Linked DNA regions of Mus musculus: regions 1 and 2 are each linked to region 3. The links are chromatin contacts, called in public HiChIP or PLAC-seq maps. All regions are on one chromosome and are shown on one strand. Each heading gives the region's core, a stretch centred on a gene start, on an enhancer-like site or on the middle of the called end of the contact. The rest is flanking DNA. Distances are from core to core; before and after follow the strand shown. Region 1 has its middle 6.0 kb from the start of Gm24008. Region 2 has its middle 26 kb from the start of Gm36301. Region 3 overlaps Syn2 (synapsin II).

Region 1 (2,805 bases), core at 111-2,610, 490 kb before region 3:
AACAAAGCCCTGGCTGTCCTGGACTCGATTTATAGACTAGGCTGCTGCCCTTGAACTGACAGAGACCCACCTGTCTCTGCCTCTGCCTCTGCCTCTGCCTCTGCCTCTGCCTCTGCCTCCTCTGCCTCTGCCTCTGCCTCTGCCTCTGCCTCTGCCTCTGCCTCTGCCTCTGCCTCTGCCTCTGCCTCTGCCTCTGCCTCTGCCTCTGCCTCTGCCTCTGCCTCTGCCTCTGCCTCTGCCTCCCAAGGGCCACCAAGCCCCTCTCATTTCTTTAGTTTTTAAGATACAGAATCTACAGGTAGCACAGGTTGTCCTCAGACTCAAATCCTCTTGTCTCTGAAAACTGAGTGCTGGGATTAAAGGCATGCCAGACTTCTGGATACTTTTCTACGTATTCCATGATAAAAATTAAGTAGAGAGATGAGTTAGTGATTAAGTGTGCATGTTGCTCTTCCAGGGAACCCGGGTTCTGTTCCCCACACCTACATTGAGCTGCTCACAGTGACCTGCAACTCCAGTTCCAGGAAGATCCAACATGTGTGGTCTCTGAGGCCGCCTGCATCCACATGTACACGCGCGCCCATGTGTGTGTGTGTGACAGAGAGGGAAAGTCAGAGAAGGAAAGAAACAGAGGGAGAAAAGGGAGAGAGAGAGAGAGAGAGAGAGAGAGAGAGAGAGAGAGAGAGAGAGAGAGAGAGAGAGGAGGGAAGTGGAGGGAAGTGGAGGGAGTAAGTTTGAAACCATGAACTTTGCTCTTCTGGACACAAGAGGGGGTGCTAACCGGTGACCAGCTAAGGAAACCAGGTTTCCTAGCAACAGAGAAAAACATTGAGCAGGAAGTTTCTAAGATTCAGTCGATGGATTTCAGCTCTGCACCTGCTTGGGGCAAGGCTCGCTCCTGGCACCTGGAGCCTTCTGTTGAGTCTTGAGCGTCCTTGACCTTTTGTGGGAAAGTGGAGTACTCCTGAACACGAGGTCAGATCGGCAGGGCTGGGGTGCTGAGCCCTGGATCGCCTTTCTTCCCTGATCTTTTCCGTAGGACTCCAAACCCCCTGGTGTTTCCCTCAAATGAAGAGGCAATTAAGGCATGGGAAGGAGGGAGTTTGCCTGGAGCATGCTGAGACTTCAGGTTGTAAAAACAGAAAGATTTGGGTTGCAATGACCATTCTTAGGTTTGTTATTTTAACAGATAAGTATTGGGTAAATAAGTATTAGGCAAATCCTGTGGAATAGTAATAACACAGGAAGAATCCACTGTGAAGCGGCTGGGCTGGGGCTCCGTGGTAGAATGTGCGGGGCGTTGCTGCCCGGATCTTGGCTGGCCCTGTGGCACTAGCAGGAGGTGCTGAGACCTTTAAGAGGCGGGGCTTACCTGAATAGCTGTGAGATCATTGGGTGCACGTCCTCAAAGGGACTGGTTGGACCAGTCTTTGTGTGTGATAGACTTACTGGGGAGACACAACACACACACACACACACACACACACACACATCTGTTCTCTCAGAAAGGGAACCAGTCTTTGTGTGTGATAGACTTCCTGGGGAGACAAACACACACACACACACACACACACACACACACACACACACACACACACACACATCTGTTCTCTCAGAAAGGGAACCAACCCCATGACAGAACCAAGAAACATCCACACCAAGGTCCAACTTGGTTAAACTAGTGAGATTTTATTGGTCTGCTAACAGGAGTGTGGGTGAGGGGTTATTTACAGTACCAGGTGTGGCTCAAAAACAGCTGCATCACCAAAAAGCCCCAAACAGAGTGACGACTCACAAAAGCAGCAACCCTGAAGCGCTCTGTACACCATGCAGGCAGCTGACAGATCCAAGATATCTCCTCTCTGCAGCTGGGCTGCTCAGAGTCTGTTCCAACAGCTGTTTATTCCTTCTGGAAAGCTGGAGAAAGACCTTCCAGATTCTCGCAAGTTTCTGCTTTCCCAGAAGGTGACCTCTTGTTTACCTCCGTGATCTCCCAAGGGCCCCTGACCCTGGAAGGAAAGTTTGGATTCCGTGGACTCTGCCGCCCAGCTCCAGCCCTCTCCTGCCTCTCTTGCACTCACTCGGCAACCGGCCTCCTTTGGCTCCAGCTTCCATGTTTGTCCTCACCACAAACCCAAATGTCTGAAGCCATGAGCCAGAACGAAGCTTTCCTCTTTTTAATTTGGTTCTCTACAGAACTGTCAAAGAAGCAGAAATCTGGCTAACAAATGGAGAAAGAAATTGAGAAATGGATCACAGTTAAACTCCTGCACAGGGTACTCAGCACACACACCGTACAGTTCAGAGCAGCCTGCAACGCCAGCTACAGAGAGCCAAAGCACATTTCTGGCCTCTGAGGGGATCTTTTGGATGCCCACTGTTAGCATTCTGTCTAAGCTCTGCCCCACAGTTACCTGGATTGCCAGGTATGTCTGACACTCTATAAAGGGGGCTGCTTGCCCCCTCCTTTCTCTCTTGCTCTCTCTTGCTCTTGCCTTCCTGCTCCTGCTCAGTCCTCCTCATGGCCAGTCTCTACTCCCCTCCTCTCCTCCTCTCCCCTCCCCTCCCCTCTCTCTCTGCCTTTCTCCACCTCTACTACCCTAACTCCCTTCCCCATATCCTGAATAAACTCTTTTCTATACTATGGTGCTATAGCTGGTCCCTCAGGAGGAAGGGATGCCTCAGCATGGGCCCTGCGATGGCTCCTTCCCCCACACCTCACCACACAGCCATAAAACATATCCCCCCTCTTTATCTTTTAATAAACACATCACCACTACATGCATGTCTCCATTTCCCTACATG
Region 2 (2,700 bases), core at 116-2,615, 270 kb before region 3:
AAAGTCTTCATGCGAGCATAACAAGCAGCATACTCACTAAACCACCTCCCCAGTCTGTGTTCATGAGTTGATTCATTTTTCAAGCAAGAACTTGCTTTGTTGACCAGGCTGTCTGTCCTCAAATCTCTAGGTTCAAGCAATTCTCCCATGCCAGCCTCCTGACTAGTTAGGACTACCATGTGCCAGCTTCTTTTTTTTTTTTTTTTTTTAAAGATTTATTTATTTATTTATTTATTTATTTATTTATTTATTAATTATATGTAAGTACATTGTAGCTGTCTTCAGACACTCCAGAAGAGGGAGTCAGATCTCGTGATTGGATGGTTGTGAGCCACCATGTGGTTGCTGGGATTTGAACTCCTGACCTTCGGAAGAGCAGTCGGGTGCTCTTACCCACTGAGCCATCTCACCAGCCCCGCCAGCTTCTTAATATCTTTTAAAACATATTCTCTCTCTCTCTCTCTCTCTCTCTCTCTCTCTCTCTCTCTCTCTCTCTCTCCCTACCCCTCTCTCTCCCTCCCCCCCTCTGTGTGTGTGTCCAAGTGTGCCGCCAGTCACAGACAAGGGATGGAATCTGCAGATAACAGGGTATTGATGCATGCAGGAACCAGACTAATAACCAGGATAGGGTGAGGAAAGAGGAAATCAGGAAAGCATCCATTTAGTGAAGGACAGACTCTTCAACTCTTTGATCGTATGATCACACTGTGATGTCATGATGGAAATGAACTATGACTCTTGCCCTCGTGATTAGGAGAGAATAAAGAGCCATATCCCAGTCCTCACTCTGGGCATCCTCCATCCCTGGAACCAACATCCTGCCTCCTTTCCTCAGTATCATAGTTGTAGTAGACAACACACAGGTCAGGTCCCCACTCATGCCAAGGACTTGCTATCTGATGGTCAAGGAAAAAAATCTCTGGAATGCTGTGGCAGCTGCCTTTTTTGATGACAGTCCCTCTGGTTTTGGACTTCAGACCCACAAGTTGGAATCTGCACTGTGACACCAACACAGGTTAAGCACATGCTCTACTTCTAAGCTGAATCCTTCCACACACCTTCCCCCTACCCCTACTCCTGCCTTCTCTTGCTGAGTCTGCCTTGCTCCTCACTTGGACTAAAACACAGAAGTCAAAGAAACAAAATAAAAGGCAAAACAACAAAAGCCCAGAAATGCAAGTTAGCTCGGGTTTCCCATGGCTGGAGAAGCCAGGTCTCCCATGGCTATGGAGTTCTGGTTTCTTGAGGAGCCCGCTATTCCTGTGTTCCACTCATCACAGAAAGATGTTGAAGGATGCTGGGCTGTGGTCAGGAGAGGTGTGGGATAAGGGCTTGACTCTTGACTAAAGTTACTTTTCTTCCTATTTTTATTAACAGGCATCCCTAAATGTGTTTGTGCCTAGAGAAAGTGCTATGAATAACCGATGATGCATGTGTTGATTAACTTGTGAATCATGCTGGGGGTGGGGTGGGGGCAGGGAAGGAGCAGGAGCTTTAGAGATGAATATAATGTGTTGTAAAATATTTAGCAAATGATCATCCAAGCCACAGGGAAAAATCCAAGAGATGGGAATTTGAAAGCTGCCAGGATTTAAAAGCTATTTAACGCTAAGCATTGGTGCCAAAGAGCTGAGAGCATCCCTCTCCTCACTCCATTGGCAACAGAGCTTGAAAATGTGGAAAGGGCTTGGCTAGGCTGTGGAGCACTAGTGGGAACCGAGATCAGGCAGAGAGCTGAAAGGCCTCTTGTTTGAGAGCCTTGTAAACAAGGGATCGCCTCCCAGGACCCACTGAGAGCCCCACCTTGCCTGTGGCTTACACATTCTCTCTTGCCATCTCCCCGATAAACTCCCAACGTGGCGCCAACATTGTGAAGACACCCAGCAGTCATCGAGATGTTTCAAAATCCCCGGATGCTCTGCATCAAGGCAGAAAGAAACCACCATATGGCCGAGTGAATTTGTCACCTTCCTTCCAAATGTTTGGATGTCACTCAGACACAGCCTTGGCTCTGGTTCCAATGTGGCTTAGCTCTCTCTGTCATTTTAAACGTTTGGACTCTGAGGTTGCCTTTCTGAGGGATGTAGCATTTGTATATTTTTAGGGCTGGAGTCAAGGCTCACTTTCATAATCTCATTCTTTGGAGATACATTTCCTTCCAAGAGGATAGAAAGACCTTTCTTGATGTTTTGGCTTGACAGCCCCTCAACTCTAAAGTTGTAGTCTCCTGGGTAGAAACACCACTTGTTACGGTAAATGAAGGGATTAAGTTAGGGCCTGGGAACAGTCATCCTGGAGAGCAGAGACTTCAGGATCATTCAGTAACAAGGCATGCTTTAAAGACATGATGTGAATCTGATGGCTTTAACAACCCAGAAGCCTCTAACGCTAGGGAACAATTTATAACCTGCTCTGGCACTTGTCGCAAACATAACATGGAGCATGAGCCTTTGAGTTTAGCAAAGTAAGGGATCTCTGGGCAAATGGTCCTGAGAGTCACCGTATCTCTGCTGTCTATATCTAGGGCCAGGGAGCAGCAAGGCCCTCCCCTCTTCTGCTCGGTTGTTCTTTCTGGCTTTCTTTCCTGTAATGCCTTTTGTTGTCTTTCTTGCAGAGCCTCAATTCAGCACCATCCTGAGGCCTGCCTGAGTCCACAGGTTCCACCCTGACTTGTCAGTCTTTGTGAATCTTCGCTTCCCC
Region 3 (2,700 bases), core at 30-2,529:
ATGGACCATGTAGAGACTGCCATATCCAGGGATCCACCCCATAATCAGCATCCAAACGCTGACACCATTGCATACACTAGCAAGATTTTATCGAAAGGACCCAGATGTAGCTGTCTCTTGTGAGACTATGCCGGGGCCTAGCAAACACAGAAGTGGATGCTCACAGTCAGCTAATGGATGGATCACAGGGCTCCCAATGGAGGAGCTAGAGAAAGTACCCAAGGAGCTAAAGGGATCTGCAACCCTATAGGTGGAACAACATTATGAACTAACCAGTACCCCGGAGCTCTTGACTCTAGCTGCATATGTATCAAAAGATGGCCTAGTCGGCCATCACTGGAAAGAGAGGCCCATTGGACACACAAACGTTATATGCCCCAGTACAGGGGAACGCCAGGGCCAAAAAGGGGGAGTGGGTGGGTAGGGGAGTGGGGGTGGGTGGGTATGGGGGACTTTTGGTATAGCATTGGAAATGTAAATGAGCTAAATACCTAATAAAAAATGGAAAAAAAAAAAAGAAATGGAATCTGATGGAAGTGTTTTGGGAGCTCTGAAACTCTATGGAAATGTGAATTACAGTTAGACAACAGCAGATATTGTTTATATTAATGTAACCAATGTGATTTCCTCATCTTCTGGACTATTACCATATGCGTTGTCTGCTCATGACACTTGGCTCAATGCAGGATCATCTAATACCACCTTTCAAAGGCAGTTGTCTAATAGTTGGATGCCTGCCCCACGGATACACTATCACTTCAGACCATCCCTTGTATAAATCCTGGATTTTCCAGAATCTTTCAGATTTAAAATATTTACTCCGTTCTGTTGTGTGACTGCATGTTCTGAACTTAGGACTGTACAATTATAATCACTATGTCTTAAATGTCCAAATTCTTCATCCATCTCTCAGTTAGAGGGCTCACAATCAGGAACTGCTTGGTCACTGAAGATGGTAGGAGTTCTGGTTTGTGGACAGCTAACATAGAAAACCAGAAGCCATTGTCACAACAAAAAGGACCCAGTCTGTCTCTGAAGGCCTACATGTCTCTCCTCATGTGCCAGTGCCAGACTATCAGGTTCTTTTGCCCATACCCTTGCACACAGGAAAACATGCTTTCAAACTCTATCTATAGGGGCCAAAAAGTAGCCTAATCTAAATCCTCCCCAAATGACTGACATTTGCACAAGAACCAAATTTCAAGCTGAACCGAACTGCTAATGAGGCATGGGTAGGCTCCAGAAGGCTCATAGAAAATCTCCTAGAGCTTTAGAAATAGCCAAGGATTTAATAGATGCCTAGCACTTGTCTAGACATTTATCTCCAACCAAGTGCTTGTTTCTGCTTCTCAGTGACTTGTTCTTTTGAAAAACTGGAAATACAGGATTCCTGTTTACACACACACACACACACACACACAGAGAGAGAGAGAGAGAGAGAGAGAGAGAGAGAGAGAGAGAGAGAGAGAGAGAGAGAGAAGAGGAAAGAAAGGTAAAATCCAGTCTGTGGGCCTGATCTGCTGAGTTTGTGAGTTCCTGCTGCCACCTACTGGAGAGTTGTGCCTTGCAGTTTTAGCTTACTGCTTGGTGACTCCCACAATCGCTATTCCTCCTGACTGTGGGGTGGGCCTTGCGAGCTTGAGGGTGCACTTCTTGCCTGACATGATCATGGTCCTGGGGCTCTATCCCTAGTACAACAAAAGAGTAGCACTAGGATTTTGTTGTTGTTTTAAATATTTCCTTCTTTCTTTAATTTTATTTATTGTAAGGCTGGGGTTGGGGTAGGGGGTCACATGTCCACAGCCTGCATGAGCAGGTCAGCGGTCTGTCATCCAGGTGAGTCAGTTCTGTCCTTCCTCCTTGGATTTTGAGGATCTGACTTTTGTCATCAAGTCTGATGGCAAGCACCTTTACCCACCGAGACATTAATTGTTTCTTCTAAAACACACACATCTGTAGAGAGCTCTCCCTAGAGAAATAACACTTTGCAATACACATACACACACACACACACACACAGATGCAAAAACAGTCATAGGGTGGGGCGTGGTGGCATGTCAGTAAATTCAGCAAGAACTTGCTAAGTAGCCAGAGGTAAGTGCGGGTGGGAGTGGTGGGGTGTTAGCAGTTGTCGGGTAGACAAAAACATCTACAGAAGACCAATATCAATGGGTGACTGCTAAGGTTCCTTACAGGTCTTAAGATTTAAAACTAACAATCACATTTCCACTTTTCAGTCTTCTCTTTACAAATATTTAAAATTTAAAGCACATAATCACAACAACTACATAAAAACAAAAGGTTCATATAACTCAGAAAGCTTTCTCAGACTTCCAGGCACATAAATGAGTTTCCTTTCACGGGTTAATGAGGAAACATAAACAACCATACAAAATGGTGGTGCAGGAAATAAGCAACAGAAGCACAAACAGGCACCATGGAAACTCAAATCAAAGAGCAGTTCCGGTTCCTCCATTAGAGAAGTAGGGATGAGCCTGGATGGGAAACCTCGGGAAGACACAGACTGAAGAACTGTGGAGGCAAAGGCGTGAGGAAGGCTCCAGATACTGCAGGAATGAATACAGCTCACTTTGGCTTAGCAGAGGAATGGACCCTCGTACATCAGGCGGAGTATGTGAAACTTAAGGGCCAGCTAAGATTGTGTGTGTGTGTGTGTGTGTGTGTGTGTGTGTGTGTGTG

Evidence for each region. HiChIP or PLAC-seq counts read pairs in DNA pulled down with a chosen protein or histone mark.
Region 1: a FOXA1 HiChIP or PLAC-seq map of pancreatic cancer cells shows a contact between it and region 3. The contact joins two enhancer-like sites. A contact is called at or near these places in 1 of 39 promoter capture datasets (cranial neural crest), 1 of 15 datasets of contacts at CTCF or cohesin (the NIH/3T3 cell line), 6 of 484 Hi-C or Micro-C datasets (the G1E-ER4 cell line, LSK cells, the N1E-115 cell line and 1 more), 1 of 115 datasets of contacts at active chromatin or transcription factors (pancreatic cancer cells) and 1 of 9 other capture datasets (pancreatic islet).
Region 2: a FOXA1 HiChIP or PLAC-seq map of pancreatic cancer cells shows a contact between it and region 3. The contact joins two enhancer-like sites. A contact is called at or near these places in 4 of 39 promoter capture datasets (the HPC-7 cell line, cranial neural crest, liver and 1 more), 1 of 15 datasets of contacts at CTCF or cohesin (the NIH/3T3 cell line), 3 of 484 Hi-C or Micro-C datasets (the HL-1 cell line, Th1 cells and bone marrow-derived macrophages), 4 of 115 datasets of contacts at active chromatin or transcription factors (the NIH/3T3 cell line, microglia, pancreatic cancer cells and 1 more) and 4 of 9 other capture datasets (adipose tissue, bone marrow-derived macrophages, embryonic stem cells and 1 more).

The regions. Positions count from the first base shown.
Region 1 is chr6:115,716,431-115,719,235 of GRCm38.p6, reverse strand. No RefSeq gene overlaps it. Among named protein-coding and RNA genes, the nearest start is that of Gm24008, 6.0 kb to the left of the region's middle. Within about 2 kb of position 1,360, at least 261 of the 459 cell types and tissues checked have an H3K27ac peak or open chromatin away from gene starts, as enhancers often do. A contact at or near this core is called in pancreatic cancer cells and pancreatic islet, where this site is marked.
Region 2 is chr6:115,492,311-115,495,010 of GRCm38.p6, reverse strand. No RefSeq gene overlaps it. Among named protein-coding and RNA genes, the nearest start is that of Gm36301, 26 kb to the left of the region's middle. Within about 2 kb of position 1,365, at least 73 of the 459 cell types and tissues checked have an H3K27ac peak or open chromatin away from gene starts, as enhancers often do. A contact at or near this core is called in the HL-1 cell line, bone marrow-derived macrophages and pancreatic cancer cells, where this site is marked.
Region 3 is chr6:115,226,575-115,229,274 of GRCm38.p6, reverse strand. All of the region lies in intron 1 of Syn2 (synapsin II), which reads right to left. Among named protein-coding and RNA genes, the nearest start is that of Timp4, 24 kb to the left of the region's middle. Within about 2 kb of position 1,279, at least 23 of the 459 cell types and tissues checked have an H3K27ac peak or open chromatin away from gene starts, as enhancers often do. A contact at or near this core is called in the HL-1 cell line, bone marrow-derived macrophages, pancreatic cancer cells and 1 more, where this site is marked.